Linked DNA regions of Mus musculus: regions 2, 3, 4, 5, 6 and 7 are each linked to region 1. A link is a contact called in public HiChIP or PLAC-seq and promoter capture Hi-C data. All regions are on one chromosome and are shown on one strand. The core of a region is the stretch at or near the end of the contact, and the rest is flanking DNA. Distances in the headings are between cores, read along the strand shown.

Region 1 (3,098 bases), core at 299-2,798:
CCGGTGTCTCTCGAAGTTTGGCTGTATAACAGTCCTGTGCACAGAGATAGACCTGTATCCACAGTAGTGAGTGGCAGCAGGATGGCTGTTCACTTGGCTCCTCCCTGCCCGCCGCCAAGCAGCCAAGCCCTTTGTCTTGAGTACTGGATACAGTGGGTCTTGTGCCCTGAGTTGTGCCCCTTGTGTTCCCCTCTCTAGTAGCGGGCAGGACGAGGACTGGTCAGATGAGGAGAGTCCCCGGAAAGTTGCCACTGGGGTGAGGGTACGGGCGCTTTATGACTATGCTGGCCAGGAGGCTGATGAGCTGAGCTTCCGAGCAGGTATGCTGGGCCCTTTCATGGTCCTTCCCACTTCAGCCCCCGTCCTACTTGCTAGAGCAGGGCTGTAGACGAAGAAAGCCAGGGACTCCATCCTCACAGGCTGCTCAGGGTCCAGCTGCAGCCTGACAGTTGCCTCCCTGGGGTCTAAGGTTGGGTGGCTTTTCCTGGCTGTGTCCTATCCTGGTCTGAGTTGGGTATCCTCCAGTTTGTCGGCCCTTGTGCTATTCCATCCCCCAGTCCATGACCTAGTTTTGAGACCAGTAAAGCCAGTGCTTTGGGCAATGACTGTTTTGTCTTTCTTCAGGGGAAGAGTTGCTGAAGATGAGCGAGGAGGATGAGCAGGGCTGGTGCCAGGGCCAGCTGCAGAGTGGCCGCATTGGTCTGTACCCTGCCAATTACGTAGAATGTGTGGGCGCCTGAGTGCCCTGACAGCCCTACCAAGGCGTCTCTCTGACCTGGGCCAGAGCTTAACCCTTCCTGGACTGCTGGACCTGAAGGCCCTGAACCATGTGCTGCTGCTGTCTCTCTTTTCCCACAGGAGGAAGTCTCAGGGCCCATGAAGGGCAGGGGTCTGTGTCTAGAGTTGGAGGTTGGAATGATGGAGGGTCGAGAGGTGCCCGAGCCTCCTCGGGAACATTTGGGTCATCCCAGAGTGGGAGGATCCAGCTCCTAAACTGTTTAGGAGTTCCTGGGGTGAGGTTGGGGAGAATGTAGTTTGAGGCTGGCAGCACCTTCTTTTGTGACTTGTAGTGTGCATTAAATTTGATTAAGAATAAAAACCCCATCAAGTGTTGTGAGCGTCTTTTGATAGCCTACTCTTGCTGGTGGGAGGCACGGGGTCGGCCCGTGGGCGTGCCATGTGTTATGGAACTGGGATTGGGCAGGCAGTTGCCTCCTGGTATCTGCCCCGGAATTTCAGGAGTGCAATCTGGACTGGAAGGGACTTGGTGATCAAGGTTGTTGTGTGCTGGCCTCTGCTCTAGGCCAGTTGCTGGATTGTGAGCTGAGCTGGAGCCCTGCCAATGCCTTCCGGATGGGGCTATGAGCACTTGGGAGATTGTTAATCATTACTCGTCCATCACAGAGTCTGTTACCATGGCTCTCTGCCTGACGCCTACAGCCAGTGGTCGAGCGGTACGTAGGGTACCCGGGTCCAGCAGGAACTCGTGAGGAAGTTTGGGCCAGTCCACGAGCCGTCGCCCGCTCGGGCTGCGGATTGGCCAGGCGCAGCGCGGCGTTCACTCTCAGGCCCGTGGTGGAGCTCCCGGCTGCTAACGTCATGTTTCAGCCCCGCCCGACGTTCATTGGCCCAGATCTGGTCGAATCACTCCACTCGTAGGCGGGTCGGGGCCCTGTCGTGACCGGCGCGGTGAGCCTGCCTTCGCCGCCGAGGATTGGCCCGCGCCGGGACCTGTCGGTCGCGGTTGTGTCTGGGAAGGAGAGAAAATGGCGGCGAGCCCGAGCAAGACCGAAATCCAGACTATTTTTAAGAGACTTCGCGCAATTCCCACCAACAAGGTGCTTGAGCGGGCGGGGTACGGGTCCTGACGCCGGCGGAGAAGACGTCTCTTGTCCCCTGGGGTCTGAGGGAGGGCGAGGACGGAGGTTGGAGGCTTTCTTGTGGTTTCTAGCGCCGGGCCTCGACTCTGGGCCCTAACCGTTCGCTTGTCGTCTTTTCCACTTAGGCCTGTTTCGATTGTGGCGCCAAGAGTCCTAGTTGGGCCAGCATCACTTACGGTGTATTTTTGTGTATTGACTGCTCCGGAGTGCATCGCTCCTTGGGTGTCCATCTCAGCTTTATCAGGTAGGTTCTGTGTGAGGGTGCTGTGCCTCCACGGGGGCTGTGTGCGTGGTCAGCGACGGGGAGAGGGCGCCTGGACTTGGACCTTCCTGAATTTGATGTTTGGATTTCTCCTGGCGGGAGTTCTGGTAGCCTACAGCGGGGGCTTGCGGGCGGAGGGCGGCGGGGGGTTCCACCTCTGTAGACTTCTCTCTTCACAGTTAACATGGTACTCAGCATCAGTTTGGGGGAGAGCTTAGATGCATTGACCTTGTTATTGCAGAAAGATTGGCCCAGTAGGTCTCCAGTGCGACTTTGACCAAACTTTAAGAAGAGCCAAACCCGTGCCTGCATTTCTCAGAAGTCGACCTCCTTTCGGATCTCCTTTTCAGAAATAATTAGTACCCTTTGGATTAGGCGAAGCGCAATGATTTCAAATACAGGGGAGAGAGGAGGAAATGGGACAGTGACTGATGGTTCCTGGACACCCACAGAAGCCTGAGGCCGAATGACAGGTTTAGTCTTGATAGGGAAGGTGACACTCAGCCCTTGTACACAGGTCCACAGAGTTGGATTCGAACTGGAGCTGGTTGCAGCTGAGGTGTATGCAGGTCGGCGGGAATGCCAATGCGGTAACGTTCCTTTACCTTCTTCCACCCCCATCCTTCTGCCTGGGTATTTAACTTTTCCTTGATTTCTCAAAGTGAGTTTGGTTTCTCTGTTCCGAGAGTTTGCAGCTCTGGAACATGCCACACACTTTTCTAAATTCAGAAAAATTTAAACAGCTTCTTTCAAAGAGGCTTAATGAAATACAAACTGGGGGGGGGGGCTTGGGGGACTTTTGGGATAGCATTTGAAATGTAAATGAAGAAAATACCTAATTAAAAGAAAAAAAAAAGGAAATACAAACTGAACTAGACAGGTGCTCTCTGGCAGTAGCAGTGTCTCCATAGTCATTGGGGTTTTGTGGGCTCCTGGAGGGAGGATAGCTGAACAGA
Region 2 (3,037 bases), core at 474-2,973, 300 kb after region 1:
GGAATAAAAATAGTAGTAACATGCCTTATTTTTTTTAAAAAAACGGTAAACATTTTAATCACTTCTTTTTTTAAGTTTACAGCTTAGACTATAGAGATAGCTCATTTACATAGCCAAGGTTGATGACCTGATCACCAGGACATATGTGATGAAAATAAAGACTTCCTCTCCAAGGAAGGAAAACTTGATTCTTCAAGTCTTCATCTGACCTTCAAATAGTGTGTCTGTCTGCTCCATCCCATGATCCTTCAGCCCCCAGAATAAAAGATCAGAGATGTTTGCCATCAGTATTGGTGACCTGAGGTCAGTGCTTAGATCCCATGGTGAAAGAAGAGAATCAGGCCCTCAAAGCTTGTTGCCTGACTTCCACACATGAGCTCTGGAGTGGGTGTACACCCATACGAACAATAGCGATAAATATAAAGATTTAAAAATAGTGCTATTAGAGGCAATGAAGACCCAACTTTTAATCTCAAATTAATCTGTAAATATAGTATAATTCCAGATGGTTTTTTTTTTGTTGTTGTCATTGTTTGAGACAGGGTCTCTTTATATAGCCCTGAATGTCCTGGAACTATGTAGACTAGGCTGACCTACAACTTAGAGATCCAACTGAGTCTCCCTCTGCCTCATCCTGAATGCTGGAATTAAAGCATGTATTTCTGTGCCTGACCCCTCCAGATTTTTGTTTTTCAAGACAGGGCTTCTTTGTCTAGTAGTCTTGGTTGTCTTGAAACTCTGTACACCATGCTGTCCTCTAATTCAGAGATCCTGCCTTTGCCTCATGAGTGCTAGGATTAAAGGAATGTGTCACCACTGCTAGGCTCCAGTTTATTTTTTATAAAGACTTTATGTATGCATGTGAGGTGGTGGTTGTCTATGGAGGCCAGAATGGTGTTCAGAAGTTTGAGACAATTATCCTTCTGATATGGTTGTTTGGAACTGAGAAACAGTCCTCTTTAAGAGGAGCAAATGCTTTTAAGCACTAAGCCATCTCTCCAGCTAGACCCCAGTTCATCATTTTTATTTCATTTGTTTTATTATTTTTTATGTATTTTATATATACACAAATGCTCTATCTTCGTGTATATCTGCATTCCTGAAAAGGGGATCAGATGTCATTATAGATGGTTACTGGGAATTGCACTCAGGATCTTGTTGTTGTTGTTGTTTGGTTTGTGGGGGATGAGGTTTCTCTGGGTAGCCCTAGCTGTCCTGAAACTCTTTTGGGTAGACCAGGCTGACCTTAAACTCACAGACCCTCTGTCTCTACCTCTCTGCCTCTCTGCCTCTCTGCCTAGTACCTGCTCAGCTACATGTTTTCGATTGTTTTATTAACAAAAATTTTAATATGCAGCCTGCAAATTAGCCAAATATTCCATGGATGGTCAATGTTGTGGTAATTCTGTGGACAATAAACTTTTGTTTACTTTTAAGGTGATATCATTTTAATAAGATCTTTAAGAGTCAAAATATGTAAAAACAAAACAAAAATTGCTTTTATAAAATTGTAAGTAGTTTGTGGTTTTAAATTTTTCTTTTAGGCTGGTGGACCATCTAAGAAAGGTAAAACAACTGCACCAGGTGGCTCAGCAAGTGCCGGGACAAAGAATAAGAAAGGATTGGAGACCAAAGAAATAGTGGAGCCAGAACTCTCAGTAAGTATTACACAGGAAAGAGATAAAGGCCCCAAGGGGATTGGAGGTCTTCCTGAGTTCTTTAACATAACAGTAAATTTGCAGGGCAGTGATGACTCATGCCTTTAATCCCAGCATGCTTTTAATTGGGAGGCAGAGCCAGGCAGATTTCTGTGTTCAAGGCCAGCCTGGTCTACAGAGTTAGTTCCAGGACAGCCAGGACTACAGAGAAACCCTGTCTTCGAAAACCAAAATACAAACAAAAAAACCATACAATATATTCATATCTTTTAGCTACTGCAGACTCAAATGCTGTAGTTACTGTAAGGCTATTTTAGTTTTAGCTGGGTTTCTTTTATGTTGTTTTTTAAAAACGTCTCTAATTCTGATGGTGCTATATCATGCAGATTGAAGTATGTGAAGAGAAAGCTTCAGCTGTTCTTCCCCCAACCTGTATTCAGCTTCTAGACAGCAGCAACTGGAAGGAAAGGCTGGCCTGTATGGAAGAATTCCAAAAGGTACAAAACAAGGATGAAACAGAGTGTAAAATTAGATTATGTAGACACAACACTAACATTTGTCTTCATTGCTAAGTTTTATAATTAGTAAATGTTTCATAATATAAACTTACGATGAGGTTGAGCTTTCTGTTTATGTTTTGTAGCTGTTTAGTGCTTATCTTTTAACATCCTCATTCTGACTTCTCTAAGTATGAAAGTTAGTAACTTTTCAAGAAAATGACTTACTTACAAATTCTTATTGTGAATTATAAGGCCTAGGAGATTTTTAAGTTTTTAAAATTGTTAATAAATGTAATAAGCAAATAGATCTTGCCATGGAAAATAGATGATCTTTGTCTATTTCTGTACTTTATCATCATGATTTATCTGTGGAAAACACATTATATATTGGTATGAGAAACTGTCCAAACTTTTGAAATTTTATTGGTCAGGGTTCTTCAGAGGAACAGAAATGATAGAATTTTTGTGGAGACACACACAGGGGATTTAGTAGAGTCACTTACCAGTTGTGGTCCAACAATGGCTATCAGTTCTTTAGTCCACAAGGCTGGATGTTTCAGCTGGTCTTCACTATATGGTAGAATCACAAAGTGGGCTTTAAGGTGAGTGAAGGAATGAACTTGGCAATGAAAGTGAGTGTAAGCAGGCCAAAAGCAAAAGCAGTCAGCAGAAGATATGGCCCAGGGGTTGGAGAGATGGCTCAGCAGTTAAGAGCACTGACTGCTCTTCCAGAGGTCCTGAGTTCAAATCCCAGCAACCACATGGTGGCTCACAACCATCTGTAAACGGGGATCTGATGCCCTCTTCTGGTGTGTCTGTAGACAGTGACAATGTACTTACATACATGAGATAAATAAATAAATGTTTTTTAAAAAAAGG
Region 3 (3,164 bases), core at 491-2,990, 260 kb after region 1:
TAGTACACCCCTTTAATCCCAGGGGACTGGGACTCTGGAGAACTCTGACTAATACACAAGTTGGTACCTAGAGTGCAGTGTTCTATGGACATCCCATAATTTATATGGCCATGTGATTTCCAGATTTCTGTTTCTAATATCCCAGTGGCTCAGTAACATTCTTACACTTTTTGTATATGTGCATAATAAATGCCTCTTAGTAGCATTACTGAGCTAGAGAATCTGTAGATCTCAAAATTGTCCTCCTAGAAATTTGCACTCAAATTTAACAGTGAGGTTGAGCATTTGTGTCTCCAAATCTTTGTTCTGAGACAACATCCTACAGCCCCGGCTGGCTTCCAATGCACTACATAGCTGAGGCTTGCCTCAAATCCCATACTCTTGCCTCTACCCCTAGAGTGCTAAAATTACAGGTGAGACCCACCATACTCACATCTTTCTTCTCTAACTCTTGGGTGTTTGTTTCTTTGTTTCTTAGGTTGGTTTTGGTTTTTCAAGATAAGGTTTCTCTGTGTAGCCCTGTGTAGTCCTGGAACTTGCTTTGTAGACCAGGCTGGCCTTGAAATCAAAGATCGGTCTGTCTCTGCCTTGTTATATTAAATCCTCACATTAAATTTGTAAAAAAAAAAAATCATTGTTATACACGTGTCTGTAATCCCAGTACTTGGAAGGTGTAGGTAGAATGATGCTACAAATTTGAGGCATCCTGGTCTATGTGCCAGTTCCAGGTTAGCTTGGACTACAGAGTGGAACCTTGTCTCAAAGACTAAAACAGTGCAGGCAAGATGGCTTAATGGGTAGAGGTGTTTGCTGTCAAGTCTGGGGACCTGAATTTGAGTTCCTGAAGCCATATTGTGGAAGGAGAGGACTGGTGCTTAGCAAGTTGTCCTTGAACTTCCTTGTACCACACCCCATAGTGCACATAAATGAAATGTAGTAAAATAGATTTTTGACAATCATATTTCATCAAATGAATCCTCTCCTTTTCATAAGCACAAGCATTTGTGAAGTAAATCTTGTAGTTCATAAAGGCCATTCCTAGACTCTCAGCTTGTTGTACTAAATCCTTACATTAAATTTGATTTTTTGTTTGTTTGTTTGGTTGGTTTGTTTTTTGAGGTAGGATTTTTCTGGCTGTCCTGGAACTGGCTCTGTAGACCAGGTTGGCCTCAAATTCAGAGATTTGTTTGCCTCAGATGGGATCAAAGGCGTGTGCCACCACGGTCTTTAATTTAAACTTGTAAGGAAATTTAAACATTTACATTAAATTTGTAAGGAAAACATAATTATCCCATTTCCTACACAAAGAAACAGAGGTCCAGATCAACTGAGAAAAGTGATTTGTTCAAAAGAAGTCCAAGACTACAATTTAGCATTCGAGGCTCCTTCCACTACATCTCAGTTGCCTCTTGCTTTCCTCTCAGCACAGAATGATTGCAAGCTCTCCAAAAAAAAAAAAAAAAAAAAAAAAAGGTGTGGGAGGGAGATGTTGACAGCAGTTTAAACATCAGTAGGTAAAGGCAACGTGATCATGACTGGAAATGCAGAGTTTTCCACACACCTTTCGCTCTTCTATCAGAAGCCTTGGTAGCCATTCCTCCAGCCACTGGGTGACAAGCACCTGACCCGCAGCCCTGGGAAACACAGCTGCGCGCGTTCCCTTTAAGGCCGCAGGCGGCGCGTGCCCACAGCTCTTTCAAACGGACCAATAAAGGGGCGATAGGCGGTTCTCCGAGGACCAATGAACAACGAGGACACTGCGGGGTGTGCGGCGGCCCAAGCGGTTTTAAACGGCTTAGAGCAGGCCCCTCGGTTCTGACCCGGCAGAGGTGAGTGGGCAGTGGGTCTCACCTGCCGGCCTGGACCCTGGGGACCCGGCGTCGCGCGCGCTAGAGGACCCACGGCCGCGGGCGGGGCCCCCGCGGACGCGCGCCTCCGCGTTCTCGCGAACCCGGCAGGTCTGAGGCGGCGGAGCGGGGCGGAGGCCTGGGAGCCCGCGGCTGGCAGGGCGGGGGGCGTGGGCGCTCGCTTGTGTTGGTGACCCGGGCTGGGGGTTCAGGTGAGCAGAGCACGCGGCGGGGGAGCTGCTGCAGCTTCGGAGGTTCGCTGGCGGCCCCGGGCCGCGCCTGAAGGCTGAGCTGTCCGAGGCCGGGGCGGGGGCCCTGCCGGCAGGCCCTTGGTGGAGGAGTGCGCCTCGCGGAATTGTTAAATGAATGAACAAGAGCACGGGAGGGCTGTGGTGGGTGTGAAGGGCCTAGTTGTCTCCTCCGAGCCGGGACCAGAGCCTGGTGCCTGGGCCTGCCTCCATCCCTGCGTCCACTACCTGTGATGATTTTGTAAGGATGCTGTTCATTCGCCGCCCCGCCCTTGGTTTTCTCCCTCAGAAAGTGTCAGCAGAGTTCAGGGATTTTGCAGCTCTGAAGGTTTCCGGCACCAGTACAATAGCCAGCAGGGTAGGTGAGCCAGGCCTTGCCGCTAGGTGAATGAGATTCTCACTTTTTAGCGCTTAGCAAATCCTTGTTGAGAGAGCTGCCCAAAGTCGTGGTAATTGCTATGCAAGATTGAATGCATCCCATTTTGTTTCTTGCGGAGGGCAGGATGAAAGAGATGTTGCCAGAGAGGCTGCTGTGTGTAAAAGAATATATTCTTGTTGATGAATCTTAACAATGAGTTTCTGATTCAGCACCAGTAGAGGTTTTTGCAGAACTTGTCCCAAATTTATGCATGACTCTTAATTCTCCTAGGAACCAAGGCATTAAATCTTGGCCCAGATAGGATGCTTGTATTACATTATGCATAATTATAGAACTGGAAACTCATTTTTAGAAAGGTGAAATATTTTTTCTCCATTTTCATCACCCTGAAAACATCTTCTGTGACCTAAAGAGCGAGAATATAAATCAAGTTAATGGTCATTTGAGACTTTTCTAAAGTGACTGGTCAAGTACGATTTAATAAAGAGAAAATCAAAATCAACTTTTTTTTTTCCAATATAAGTTAAATCACTGTAGTAAGCCTGTAATGAAAAAATTGTACACAAAACTTTTACTTTTTTTTTTTACCTGGGGCTGGAGAGAGGACTCAGTATTTAGGGGGCAATGGTTGCTTTTCAAAGGAGTTGGGTCTAGTCCCAGCAGCCACAACCGTTTGTAACTTCAGGACCA
Region 4 (2,926 bases), core at 300-2,799, 420 kb before region 1:
CTCAGGTGCCCAACCCTTCAGCCCCGCGACATTCTGAGCCTCTCATTGCTCACAGGCAAATAGAATTTTTTTTCCTTCACCACCCATGCACAAATACCCTTCTTAATGGTCTTGCTGTTTCTAAGTCATGTTGAGAACTGTGTTTAATTAAGAGCAACATGTAATTTTTTTAGAATAAAAAGCTACCATTTACTATTGCATTTTTGTTGTGTATGCCAGGCTAGGTCCATATTGCTTTGAGATAATGTTTTGAAGTGGATATTATTATACTTATTTGCTTAAAAGTTTTGAAGAGTTGGGATGACCTATATAAGGTCACACTGTAACTGGCAGAGGTAGACTTTGGATGAGGCCCATTGGACTTCAAAGCCCGTGTGCCTGACCTACAAACTGCCTCCCAATATCAGCTAGTTCTGGGCTGAATAGAAGGCCATATTAGGACTAACTTCTGTATTTCAGCCAATTTCTCAAAAACTCCATATATACAGTTTCACTTAATGTTCATAAAAATACACTGAGTTAGTTGCATTGTCCTTATATTTAGATACAAACACTAAAAAATTTAAAAAGGAAAGTGACACATGGATCCAAAAGGAAAGCCAGATTCCAAACTCGGTTCCTTGTTCATTCTCAGCAGTACACACTAAGTGCTTGCACTAAGTGGTGTCTGCTACAGAACAAAGGGGCCAGAGCTGGAGCAATGCCTTTTCTTCATTTTGCCTCTAACAGCCTGGGTAGCCCGATTGGCACTGAGCTTTAATAAATCTTGAGCACTGGTACATGCCAGGCACTGGGGGAAAATAGTGTACAAAGGCCATCTCGGTTCCTGAACCCAGAGTTGACACTCTCAACTGTCAAAGACAATTTCCCAGTGACAGGTGTCACAAGGCAACGGGTAGGAAATACGGATAAAATGGATTTCGAGTAGTCAGAGAAGACATGAAAAAAAAATTTTTTTTTTTGGTCAGTATGTCACCATGTAACCCTGGTTTACCGGGTATCCAGTTTGTAAACCAGATTAGCCTTGAACTCACATATCCACATTCCTCTGCCTCCCAAGTGCTGGATTAAGGGTCTGTGCCGCCACATCTGACCCCGAGGGGGCACATTTTGTTGTAGTTGCTTTTTCTTTCCAGTACTGAGGACTGAAAGCAAGGATGTCGGGAAGTGCTCTACCACTGAGCTAATGGTAAACGCAAAATCAGGGACCTGCAGAATTCACTGTTAAGCCAGACAGGATCTGTTGTTCATTAGACATGACAACTCTAACGGAAAACAACCATCAAACTTTACGTCGTCAAAGCCTGAAAGAGGATAGGAGTATAACTCAGTTCTTCCAGTTGTTAGTCCGCTGACCTTGCCTTTGCCGTCAGGGTCACCCCACCACCACCCCATCATTACCATTCCCTCCCTACTCCTTCCGGACACTTCCGGCTTGCGCAGGCGCAAGAGAAATCGCCTTTCCTAGAGGCGCGAGGAGCCCACGCCCAGACGCATGCGCGTCCCTCCCACAAGCCCCGCCCCAGGCGGCCCCTCGCGAGCGCCTGCCGTTTCTTTGGGCGGGCCGGTGGGCGGAGCCTAAGCGGGCGGCGCGCCGCGGGCGGGCCAGTGAAGCCGGCGCCCCCGACACGTGATCTGGAACCGGCTGTGTCGCTTGGTGACTCCGTCTGTCCGTCCGTCCGCGGGTGCCATCATGGCGGACGCGGCCAGTCAGGTGCTCCTGGGCTCCGGTCTCACCATCCTGTCCCAGCCGCTCATGTACGTGAAAGTGCTCATCCAGGTATGAGTCGTCGCCCTTTCCTTCCCCGCCCGCGTCCTGTCAGGTCGCCACCGCCCTCTGCGCCTTTGGGTTGGCTCTGCGTCCCAGGCCTTCACCCTCTCGAGATGCTGCCCTTCTCTCCCCTCAGGAACAACTTCCACGGCCTCGCGCCCCTCTCGGAGACATCCCGAGGCTCGCCCCGGGCAGGCCGGCTCCCTTTCTGCAGCCAACTGCCACCCTTGCCTTCCCTGGCCGGTGACTCTTCTCAACTTTGTTTTTCCTTTCCCTGATCCTGGCCGGTTGCCACCGAGGGCTTCCCAACCCTTTTCTTGTCGCCCCTCTGATACTGGCGTTCACCTCACCTCGTTCACTCCTCCTCAGCGAAATATCTCAAACTCGAGACGTGAAATAACTCATCTATGGGCAAATTTAAAATTCTAGGAAAGCCAACATCTTATTGTTCTTACTCGGTTTTTCTATTTGCTGTTTCTACTTCTATTCCCGTTCAGAGATTTTAACACCAGATACCCGGATATACACAAGGAGCGCATTGAGAAGTGATAATGAAATCAGATTTCCTGAGGATCCATTGAGCGCTTTCACAGTAACCCATGTGGTTCATGACAATGAAAATCACGTTGGTTAGAGCTGGAAATCAGTTCTGTTTAAACACTTTAGCGAGTTTAAATGTAACATCAAACCCCGGATGTCTCTCTTGCCTCCCTTGCCAATCTGCTATAAAATATTTCTAAAGTGGTCATTTATATTCATGGGTAAGGAGGCCTACTTTTAGCTGGTGATAGTATTTTCAATTGCTCTTCTAACTTTCCCTGTGCTGATCAGGGCCATTTTTAAGCATTTATTGAGGATTGCCATACCTCATGCATTGTGTGTCCTGGAAGGAAGCAGGCTTTAGAATCCCTGTCCTCAATGTTTACCATTCTGAAAAGAGAAAAAAAAAAAAGCAAGACTCTAGAATGGACTTCATTTTTAAATTGTTCTTCATACAAATTGTTGCTAAGTTGACTAATATAAGTGTAGATGTTGAAGCGCAGAGTGAAATCTGTGTCTAGAACAGAATTGACAGTATTTCGCAGTACACGTATGAACTCACTACTCAATAGTTCTCAAAGAACAGTGATTTTAGTGACATTCAGTGTTTTTGCC
Region 5 (2,922 bases), core at 298-2,797, 400 kb after region 1:
ATTTTGAGTTCCTGGCATGTCCTGAGCTACAGAGTGCGACCTTTTTTCAGAAAAACCTACATACAAAATAAAACAGCAACTCCATACCTATCAGTGTCACCCCATCCGCACCCCACTTCCAATTGGCTCTTCCAGTGTCTGCCTCAGGGCTGACCGCTGTTGTGATGCCTGACTTCACAGCTTAGCCCTGCCTGTAGAAGCATCCTGTGAGATAGTCTATTTATAGATGTCCCATGATTTATTGAGCCAGTCTCCTGATACTGGACAATTTGCTGGCTACTTAGTTGTTGTTTTTTCCGTAATAAAACTCTGGAATGAACAGTCTCCTACAAGAATGCTTCTACTCCTCTGTTTCCTCAGGAAAGAGTCCTCAACATGCTTTTCTGTGATCAGAGATGGGGTGCGCTGCCCAGCTTCTGATAGGCATCTCTTTATTGCACACAAAGGTTACTGCATGTATCCATGGATGAGGGTGTCGTCCACTTTACTGTCATCTTTGCTCCTTTCCTAAATGCAAATGCCATCGTTTTATGTGACAGCCCTTTGCCCTTTGTAAACTTCCGGTGTGGAAGTGTGAATAAGGGCTCAAGTATTCTTGGTCTAATACTGGTCAGAATCTGGTCATCTAGCATTAGTACACATATGCCCTGCCTACCTGTGCTGGTCCAGCTCTGCACCCGGGGACTAGTCATTAGGCCTCTGACTCTAGGGCAGGTCGGTAGTCAAGCCACTGGGCACTCTCTCAGACTTCCCTCCTTTTGGATGTTTTTAGCATTGTGCCTGTCCAACATAGACTGGCTTCCCTACTAGAGCCAAGGAGCTGATTGATTATCTGTCTTCTAAGAGGTCTTACCCTAGGCTCTTCCCCCTCCCTATTGTTCATTACTTCCAAACTTTCCAGTGTGCTCAATGTGAGTATGTGTGTGTGTGTGTGTGTGTGTGTGTGTGTGTGTGTGTGTGTATGTTGGGGGTACATACCCTACTGTGAGCATAGGGAACATGAGGCGTATGGCTTTGTGGTCCATTAAGAGCCTAGGGATGGGAATAGTTGAGCTTCTGGTCTTCCTGATGTCCTTTCATAAACACAGTATTTTATAAACTGTACCACAGATCATATAAAATAGGCAGAACTGTTCCAAGGTCTAGAGTGCAGTCTTGGAGTTGGTCACTTCACTACTAGGTCCTACCACAGCTGAAACCTTGGCTAAGCACTTGACCTCTGCAGATTGCCCTCATTAGTAAGATGTGTTAACTTTAGCCTCAGTTGTTCCGAGGGAAGAATGAGGTATTAGAGGTACTTGGCAAACACTGAAAGCTTTTTTCCAATATCAGTGACTGTGCTTGTTACTGCCTCATGGAGATTCCAATGTCAAACCCTGTCAACTGTGCTTACACAGCCCGGTCTGCAGCTCAGGGCCCCTGACTGCTGCTGCTGCTGCTCACAATGAGGGCTTTTGCATACTCACTTCTGCCTTAGGCCCACCCTCTACCTCCTTCCTGGAAAGCGGCTGTGGATTACATAGCCAAATGATAGCAGGGAGGGTTTGAGGAGAAGGAAGCCTTGATGCAAGCACTGGTTTCTATGGTAACAGGCCACACCTGTTGTGCAGAGGGCAGGTCTGAGCAGGTCTTTTGTGTGTATGATGTTAGGTATTAAGCTTGTAGCTCACACATGCTAGGTTGTGTATGATGTTAGGTATTAAACTTGTAGCTCACACACTGCTCTACCATAGAGCCACAACCCCAGTCCTGGACATTTCTCTTGAAGGTATTTGAAACACACATTGGACCAGTATGTGGAGAGTGACTACACACTCCTGTACCTGCACCATGGCCTGACCAGTGACAACAAGCCCTCCCTCAGCTGGCTACGGGATGCCTACCGAGAGTTTGACCGCAAGTGGGTTGGGACATAGGGATGGGCTGAGCCTAGGGTGGCTAACTCTGAGCTCTGGGTGGTTCTCTTAGTCAGGAACTTACTCCTTATCAATGGAGGCAGGACCCCAACAGCTCTGCCCCTTCCTCCACCATTCACAAGCTTCCTACTTGGCCTGCAGGTACAAGAAGAACATCAAGGCTCTGTACATCGTGCACCCAACCATGTTCATCAAAACTCTGCTTATCCTCTTTAAGCCTCTCATCAGGTGAGCAGGCCACAGGTGGACCACTGAGTTTTTCATGTACCCCTCACACAGCAGGCAGATGGCCAGGGTGGCCAGCTTGGGGTGAGCCTGTCTGCAGGGAGGGCCAAGGCCTGCCGTGAGACCCAGCCTGACCCAGATCCTTCTTTTTACCTCCAGTTTCAAGTTTGGACGGAAGATCTTCTACGTGAATTACCTGAGTGAGCTGAGCGAGCACGTGAAGCTGGAGCAGTTGGGGATCCCTCGCCAAGTGCTCAAGTGAGACAGCAGGGTGGGCCCGAGAGCTGGGTGCGCAGGGGGAAGGGGGGACTTGTGGGTCCACTGGTCAGCTGTGTGCTTGTGTTGTTTGGGAGGCAGAGTAACCTGGGTGGGAGTCAGGAGTCTGGGGAAACTGGAGAAAGGCAGTGTCAAGATCCAGAGATAGATGGAACCCCATTTCTGTCACAAGCTGTTGACTAAATCTCTTTAGAGTGTTTTTTGCTGCGTTACATCAAGTGGGACTATTTTGAGGACATAGGAAATAATGCGTGTAAAATCACACAGTGAAGACTTGATAAAGTTGGCTACAAGACTACAGAGCCGGGGGGCCTGACCCTTGTTCCATCTGCTCCCCTAGGTATGATGACTTCCTCAAATCCACACAGAAAAGCCCTGCAACAGCTCCCAAGCCCATGCCACCACGGCCCCCCCTGCCCAATCAGCAGTTTGGGGTCTCCTTACAGCAGTGAGTATGCTAAAGCCAGGCATGTCAGGCTGGGGGTGGGGTGGGGGTGGACCAGTA
Region 6 (3,118 bases), core at 594-3,093, 470 kb after region 1:
AGCATGTGTAGCTCTTTTGGAGTTTTTTGTTTGTTTGCTTGCTTTTTTTGGGGGGGGGCAAGGCTGGCCTCAAACAATCATATTGCAATCTCCCTTGCCTCAGCCTCTAGAAAGTTGGGATTAAAGATGTAAAGATATACAGTATCATTTTTGTTTGCTTATGTCCAAGAAGACCTAATCATAAACAATAATATTGTAATTGCCTTTTCTCAAGAGTAGCAAATACCTATCACATGAAAAATATCTAGAAATAAAATGTACTGATTGTACAGTATGGAGTTTGGCCAGTACAGTTAGGATCAGCTACAAATCAAATATGTCTGTAAAAGCCTGTAATTCCAACAAGTAGGAGGCAGAGGGAGGAAGATAGACTTTGAAGTAATATGGATTACATAGTGAGATTCTGTTTAAAAAAAAAAAAAAGCCAGGCATGGTTGCTTATAATCCCAGCACTCAACTAGCTTGAGGCAAAAGGATTGCTGTGAGCTTGAGGTCAGCGTGGGCTTCATAGTGAGTTCCAAGCCAGCCAAGCTATAGAGTGTGAGCCTCCACTGCAGTCTCTCACACTCCCTCAGGCACACTGCAAATGTGGAACAGGAAGGCAAGCACATCAGAATTTCAAAGCCATTCTTGGATACACAGAGTTCAAGACCAGTGTGTGTGCCACACAAAATCCTGTCTCTAAAAACTATTTAGTGAACTAGCTACGAAGCTAACTAAAAGCACACTGTGGACTGTGGCTTTAGATCCTTGGAAGAAAATAAAAGAGAAGTAAGTGGTTTTTTTTTTGAGAAAGAATAGAATAGGCTGGGAGGTTGTGGTGTTCACCTTTAATCCCAGCACTCCGGAGGCAGAGGCAGGCAAATCTTTGTGAGTTGGAGGTCAGCCTGGTCTACAGAACCAGTTCCAGGACAGCCAAGGGTACACAGAGAGAAGCCTTGTCTGGCAAAACAAAACCAAAGAATAAAAATTTAAAAACAAGGTACAGGAACTTTCCCTTCCCACATTAAGGTGTGCCATTTTCTCTTGGATATTCTTCTAAAGCTGACCTGGAGCATTCATAGCGATTGTTCTTCAGCTCTGAGGGGAAACCAAGAATAAAGTGGTAAAGTCATTTGTTCAACTGGGACAAGTAGTGTGAGAAGTCTCTAAGTGTACGGCAGTCGTTGAACTATTAAGACGAGCTTTATTCTGCTATGATTTATCTTCAATCAATGTGCTCACAAAAGGCTAATTCCTTTTTCACTTAAAACAAGGTCTTTGGTGGCGCATGCCTTTAATCCCAGCACTTGGGAAACCCTGTCTCGAAAACCACACACTCAAAAAACAAAACAAAAACCAAAACCTAGCCAAACCAACCAACCAACCAAAAAAAAAAAAAAAAAAAAAAAAAAAAACAAAAAAACAACAAAAAAAAAAAACCACCAAGGTCTCATATAGTCCAGTTTGGCCTTGTGCTTAACTGACTATGACTTTGAACTCCAAATCCTCATGCCTCCTTTCCTAAAATGCAGGGACTACGGGGGGAGGGTGTGGGGGACTTTTGGGATAGCATTGGAAATGTAATTGAGGAAAATACGTAATAAAAAAAAAAAGTACCAGGAAAAAAAAAAAAAAGCAGGGATTACAAGCGTGCTCCTGTCTCAAAAATTTAGTTCTCTAAATTACTTTAACACTCTGTCACCAACAGAAAATGGCAGAATCCCAGCCTACTCTACGCTATAGTTTAATGATCTGGATTTGTTTATTTATGCCTAGGAAGGCAGCCGGATTTGCAGCAGGAGCTGAGCAATGTTTCGGCACTCGGCTGCAGTGCCTTGAACGATTGCTGGGGCGCTCTTCCTTTGATGTCTGGGCGTTCGTGTGTTCGATGATCTTTTGCGGCGTCTTCTTGGTTGATGTCTCCGGAGCGGCGGCGGCTGTGCCAGGTCCTGGACTGAGTTATCCCGGAGGCCCCGGGCTCTGGCCGCTTTCTTCCGCTGGTCGGTCGAGCGGACCCCTCGCTTTCTTCGGCCTCTCCCCGCCTTCCGTCCGTGGCTCCGTGCGCTCGCTGGCTTTCGGGCCGAGCTCTCACTCTCCTCGCAGGTAGGCCCGGGAGGAGCCTGGGAGGCCCGGTCCCGCATCCTTCCGCCCAAGGCAGGAGGAGACCTTAGCGCCGGCCGGTGGGCGAGCGCGCGGCCCGCCGGGGTGCGCGTTGTGAAGGGGGTTGCGCCCGGGGGCGCGGCCGGAGGGCGGCCCGGAACTGAGCGAGAAGCCGGAAGGAGGGAGAGATGCTGAAGCTGCCGGCCGGGTTCCGTAGAGAGGGGATGTCGGGTCCTGGACGCGTGTCGTCACCCCTAGATTGTAGGAACTTGGCTTTCTTAGACCCTATTCCCTTTCTCCTTTCCTACAACTCCGGTTCCGGATGTCATGCTCAGTTGCACTGGGGACCCCTACTGAGTTCAGCCTCGGAGTGCCCTTTTGAGTAGGTGGAGGCTATTGAAACTAGGCCCTCCAGCTCCTAGGAACGAAATATCACTTATAGTCTTTTGGGGTAGGGAAACCGAGGCTGAGGTAGGGGACGTGACTTTTCCCTGTGACCTCGACAGATCATTAAATGTGCTGTAAGGTTCTTTTTTTTTTTTTTTTTTTTTTTTTTTTGTCTTTAACAGTTCACAATTCTCCCATTTTACTGGTCACTTTTTACTTAACAGTCTCTCATTTGACTTTTTGGAACTCTTCTTTCTTAGAAACATATATTGTGTTACTGGAGGCTTCAGACATTAAGGGAGCAAGTGATGTTTTTGACTGGGTTTGCTTTTTCGAAGTTTGTATCGTTTTAGCAAAAGTAGTAAGGATAGTTTAGTTTTGTTTACTCATAAATAATTTGTTTACTTCCACTTTACTTCTGATTAATACTGATTCCACTCTTCAGCTTGTTCTGAAACTTTCTGCTATGGTGTTAAGTACTTAGTGCAAGATGGAAGATGCTTAAGATGGTTAAGACTTTGAATTCAGGTTCTTGTCTTGTGGAGGTCTTTTCTAGGAGGGAATCCAAGGAATCTCTTTTGAAACTTTTTTTTATTTGGTTAGTGATTTAGTCATTTTATTCAAGAGTTCAAAAGTCTGTGTAGAAATT
Region 7 (2,922 bases), core at 394-2,893, 380 kb after region 1:
AAAGCAAATCTGGGCACAACCTTTCTGGGGCAAAGCTAAGCTGAAACTTTTGGGATTTTTTTTTGATTGTTTTTGAAACAGGGTTGTCCTGGAACTCACTCTGTAGACCGGGCTGGTCTCGAACTCAGAGATCTTCCTGCCTCTGCCTCCCTAGTGCTAGGATTAAAGACATGCACCACTCCCCAACTCCTCCCCCACTTTTTTTTTTCATAAGATGAAACTCTAAGGCTAGCAGCAGCCTCTGAGGTTGCCTCTACACTATGGTGCTGTGTGGTTTGTTTTTTTTTTTTTTTTTTTTTTTTGGTTTTTCAAGACATGGTTTCTCTGTGTAGCCCTGGTTGTCCTGGCACTAACTCTGTAGACCAAGCTGGCCTCGAACTCAGAAATCCGCCTGCCTCTGCGTCTGCCTCCCCCCGCCCCCCTCCCACCCAGTGCTGGGATTAAAGGCGTGTGCCACCGCGCCCAGTTCTATGGTGCTGTTTTATATCTTCAGTCAGTGAAGACCAGAGAGTCCACTCACCTCTCCTTAAAGGTGTGGAAAGCTCTAAACAGCACAGCCTTTCAGCAAATACCAAACAGAAAACGCTGCAAGAGCACCAATACTTTTAAACAATCCTTACTAATGCTTACAAAGCACAGGCGTATTTGGCTTGCATCGTGTCCTCTGGTCTTCCAAAGGATCTCGGTAACAGCCACAACTTTCTTTTACAGGTGAGTAATATTAGGTGTGTAATTTAGCTAACTAGTTAACAGGTTTGAATCTGATCCTGGTAACCTTAGCTTCTGACCTTTGTCTCTGCCAACACAGTAGGAATTCAGGTTCTCACAACTTCTTTGCATCTGCTTTAGTTACTGCTGCTTAGGTAGAGCAAGACAGCGCTGCAATGAAGGGACAATTATTTCTCGAGTTTGAAAATATCCTGCTTCTAACAAACTGGAAGAGCTGTCCGGAAATGTCTGAACCTCCCCCAAACTTTCAGACAGATGTCCGACTCCTCAATACCTCCTCGTGCGGTGTCTTCATTCCCTCGCCCTTCTCCAGGACGGACTCATCTTCCAGAGGTCCCCAATGCAGGCCGGGCTGCAGGGGTGCTCCTACACACCAGACCCCCAAGTGCTGATTCCTGGATCTCGAGGGGCCCACGGCCAAGCCCTGGGGGAGGCTCCTTAGAACAAGGATGGCAGGGCTCGTACCCGGCGGGCAGGCTTTGAGGCCCGGAGCAAAGCCTTTTCCGGAAGGGCTCCATCCTGAATCCTGGCCCAGGGGTGGCTCTGGGGCTGCAGGGAGACGGGAAGGCAGTAAAGGAGTGGTCCATGAAGGCGTGGGGTTGGGGAAAGAGAGGTACAGGGTCAGCTATGACCCAAGAGTCCGAGGGATTAGCAAGGTTCTAGTTAGTAGGGCCCTTGAATGGTTGGGAGGGAGTCTAGTCTCTTAGGGCACCGGAGCAGGATCCCAGGCTCAAGAGAAAAAGGGATGTAAGGGAATGCGCTGACTAGAAAAACGCTGTGGCCATCTAGTCCAGGGCTGAGGGTCGCAGACATCGCAGGTCACTCACGGTGCGGCTCTATTTTCCCCAAGATCACCTCCTCCACCTCCTTCATCGTGGGACAGAGATTCTCTCGCCACTCCCCTCTACCGGAAGTGAGCGTTTTTGTCCCGGTTCCTCCCGGAAACAGTCCTTGATTTTCAAATTTAAGCTCAAGGAAGAATCCGGGTGGTTAGGCATCATTGAAGGATGGACCTGGGAGTTTGGAAGTACTTGACAGATAAAACCCTGTCCGATGGGCGATACGAACCTAGGATTTCAGAGGCCCGCTAGTTTCCTGCATCTGGAAAAGCGGAACCCAACTCACTCACTTTAGGTAGCGGCGAGTCGGACAGCTCGGCTAATTAACCTCACATTTTGTCAGGTGATTGCCGGAAGTGGGCGGAGCACCAAGAAAGCCTTGTTTGGTCCGGGCAGCAAGCCGGAAGTAGGTAGAAGAAATGGCGGAAGTGGTTGGGGAGCTGGGGGCCCCCGAGGGGGCGGTTCCCATTCCCATCTCGGAGCCGGATGTTTGCCGAGCTTTGACAGGCGTGGCAGAGGAAGCATTGCCGGAACGAGGTGAGCTGCGGAGCGCGGGGTCTCTTTGGGCGTGGTGGTGGGGAAGAGCTGCTCTGGTCAACGGAAGGAATTGGGTCGGAAAGGGGAAAATCCGAGGCAGTGGGTCGGGAGTGGAATTGGGCCCGAGGGCCTGGGTCTCTTCGCTGCCGGGATTTTTCCCATTTCGGCGCCTGCAATGAGAAGACAGCCACTTTCTCTGACTTGTTCCTGCCCTCCCTCTGCAAGGCATAGGCCAAGCCAGAGCAAGCCGGTGGGAGGGAGGGAGAAGTCGTCCTGATCAGATCTGGCATAGCACTGAGAGCTAGAAATCAGGGGAAGTGATCCACCTTGTCACTTGATAGGCCGTGCTTTCATCTCACTTTCTTGTGAAACGAAATACACTCCATTCGTTGTTTGTTTTCGGACTCTATGCAAACATGATTATAGTTTAGAGTTGCAGCCTTGTAGGATTTGGGTTTTTCCAAAGTCACAAAACAGTCTGATTCCAGCACCAGCAAGTACTGTGACTTCAGTTTGCCCTGAGAAGTCTGGCTGCCCTTTCGTGGCGCCTCTTGGATCCCAGTGAACTTTGTGACCGACAGTCACTTAAGATCACTGTTGAGGGGGTTGACTTTAACCTAGAGAACACCTCAAACTGGAACTTGTGGGTTAAAATCCTGCGTCTGGGTTCTATGATCTGTAGCAGTTTGCTCCCTCCCTCCCTCCCCCCGCTTTTTGTTCAAACTGTAAAATGGTTTTTATAGCATATGCTGAACTACTAGTGCAGTTGTGAGGTGAATTTGTGCCCAGTTCATAGTACAAATATCCGTTTCCTTCT

The links. Promoter capture Hi-C pulls out the DNA fragments that hold promoters and counts their contacts. HiChIP or PLAC-seq counts read pairs in DNA pulled down with a chosen protein or histone mark. Capture Hi-C pulls out chosen DNA fragments and counts their contacts.
Region 2: a promoter capture Hi-C map of embryonic stem cells shows a contact between it and region 1, with 3 times the contacts expected there. The contact joins the enhancer-like site here to the promoter of Arfgap2 in region 1. A contact is called at or near these places in 25 of 39 promoter capture datasets (the 3T3-L1 cell line, 3T3-L1-derived adipocytes, the C10 cell line and 14 more), 4 of 484 Hi-C or Micro-C datasets (bone marrow-derived macrophages, cortical neurons, myocytes and 1 more), 10 of 115 datasets of contacts at active chromatin or transcription factors (bone marrow-derived macrophages, embryonic forebrain, embryonic limb bud and 5 more) and 3 of 9 other capture datasets (adipose tissue, embryonic stem cells and macrophages).
Region 3: a promoter capture Hi-C map of adipose tissue shows a contact between it and region 1. The contact joins the promoter of Ckap5 here to the promoter of Arfgap2 in region 1. A contact is called at or near these places in 20 of 39 promoter capture datasets (the 3T3-L1 cell line, the C10 cell line, the HPC-7 cell line and 12 more), 4 of 484 Hi-C or Micro-C datasets (B cells, bone marrow-derived macrophages, embryonic stem cells and 1 more), 25 of 115 datasets of contacts at active chromatin or transcription factors (the 230-238 cell line, acute myeloid leukemia, bone marrow-derived macrophages and 16 more) and 4 of 9 other capture datasets (adipose tissue, liver, macrophages and 1 more).
Region 4: a promoter capture Hi-C map of liver shows a contact between it and region 1, with 3 times the contacts expected there. The contact joins the promoter of Mtch2 here to the promoter of Arfgap2 in region 1. A contact is called at or near these places in 16 of 39 promoter capture datasets (the 3T3-L1 cell line, 3T3-L1-derived adipocytes, the C10 cell line and 11 more), 4 of 484 Hi-C or Micro-C datasets (CD4 T cells, embryonic stem cells and natural killer cells), 4 of 115 datasets of contacts at active chromatin or transcription factors (astrocytes, effector CD8 T cells, embryonic stem cells and 1 more) and 2 of 9 other capture datasets (adipose tissue and liver).
Region 5: a promoter capture Hi-C map of stem cell-derived epiblast-like cells shows a contact between it and region 1, with 2.2 times the contacts expected there. The contact joins the enhancer-like site here to the promoter of Arfgap2 in region 1. A contact is called at or near these places in 10 of 39 promoter capture datasets (the C10 cell line, the HPC-7 cell line, cranial neural crest and 5 more), 5 of 484 Hi-C or Micro-C datasets (the AML12 cell line, cortical neurons, muscle stem cells and 2 more), 8 of 115 datasets of contacts at active chromatin or transcription factors (embryonic hindbrain, embryonic stem cells, epiblast stem cells and 4 more) and 4 of 9 other capture datasets (adipose tissue, embryonic stem cells, liver and 1 more).
Region 6: a contact with region 1 is called in a promoter capture Hi-C map of adipose tissue. The contact joins the promoter of Ambra1 here to the promoter of Arfgap2 in region 1. A contact is called at or near these places in 2 of 39 promoter capture datasets (liver and maxillary cranial neural crest), 1 of 484 Hi-C or Micro-C datasets (CD8 T cells) and 2 of 9 other capture datasets (adipose tissue and liver).
Region 7: a contact with region 1 is called in an H3K27ac HiChIP or PLAC-seq map of epiblast stem cells, with 2.8 times the contacts expected there. The contact joins the promoter of Zfp408 here to the promoter of Arfgap2 in region 1. A contact is called at or near these places in 15 of 39 promoter capture datasets (the C10 cell line, the HPC-7 cell line, cranial neural crest and 7 more), 23 of 484 Hi-C or Micro-C datasets (the AML12 cell line, CD4 T cells, CD8 T cells and 13 more), 25 of 115 datasets of contacts at active chromatin or transcription factors (T-cell acute lymphoblastic leukemia, acute myeloid leukemia, astrocytes and 15 more) and 4 of 9 other capture datasets (adipose tissue, embryonic stem cells, liver and 1 more).

The regions. Positions count from the first base shown.
Region 1 is chr2:91,263,567-91,266,664 of GRCm38.p6, forward strand. Arfgap2 (ADP-ribosylation factor GTPase activating protein 2) reads left to right here and starts at 1,549. Exons shown (of 16, transcript NM_023854.2): 1 at 1,549-1,838; 2 at 2,006-2,124; 3 at 2,660-2,732. The coding sequence starts at 1,767. Pacsin3 (protein kinase C and casein kinase substrate in neurons 3) reads left to right here. Exons shown (of 11, transcript NM_001289678.1): 10 at 199-320; 11 at 625-1,114. The coding sequence ends at 740.
Region 2 is chr2:91,566,593-91,569,629 of GRCm38.p6, forward strand. It overlaps Ckap5 (cytoskeleton associated protein 5), which reads left to right. Exons shown (of 44, transcript NM_001165989.2): 14 at 1,545-1,658; 15 at 2,045-2,155. Among named protein-coding and RNA genes, the nearest start is that of Snord67, 28 kb to the right of the region's middle. Within about 2 kb of position 1,724, at least 5 of the 459 cell types and tissues checked have an H3K27ac peak or open chromatin away from gene starts, as enhancers often do. A contact at or near this core is called in embryonic stem cells and stem cell-derived epiblast-like cells, where this site is marked.
Region 3 is chr2:91,525,022-91,528,185 of GRCm38.p6, forward strand. Ckap5 (cytoskeleton associated protein 5) reads left to right here and starts at 1,741. Exons shown (of 44, transcript NM_001165989.2): 1 at 1,741-1,829. It also overlaps the pseudogene Gm13770.
Region 4 is chr2:90,845,606-90,848,531 of GRCm38.p6, forward strand. It overlaps Mtch2 (mitochondrial carrier 2), which reads left to right and starts at 1,550. Exons shown (of 13, transcript NM_019758.3): 1 at 1,550-1,780. The coding sequence starts at 1,694.
Region 5 is chr2:91,666,429-91,669,350 of GRCm38.p6, forward strand. Arhgap1 (Rho GTPase activating protein 1) reads left to right here. Exons shown (of 14, transcript NM_001359970.1): 6 at 1,769-1,900; 7 at 2,058-2,144; 8 at 2,301-2,399; 9 at 2,758-2,865. Among named protein-coding and RNA genes, the nearest start is that of Arhgap1, 18 kb to the left of the region's middle. Within about 2 kb of position 1,548, at least 24 of the 459 cell types and tissues checked have an H3K27ac peak or open chromatin away from gene starts, as enhancers often do. A contact at or near this core is called in epiblast stem cells, olfactory sensory neurons and stem cell-derived epiblast-like cells, where this site is marked.
Region 6 is chr2:91,728,295-91,731,412 of GRCm38.p6, forward strand. Ambra1 (autophagy/beclin 1 regulator 1) reads left to right here and starts at 1,844. Exons shown (of 18, transcript NM_172669.3): 1 at 1,844-2,085.
Region 7 is chr2:91,648,148-91,651,069 of GRCm38.p6, forward strand. It overlaps Zfp408 (zinc finger protein 408), which reads right to left and starts at 1,644. Exons shown (of 5, transcript NM_001347175.2): 1 at 1,557-1,644; 2 at 1,004-1,278. The coding sequence starts at 1,602. It overlaps Arhgap1 (Rho GTPase activating protein 1), which reads left to right and starts at 1,971. Exons shown (of 14, transcript NM_001359970.1): 1 at 1,971-2,105.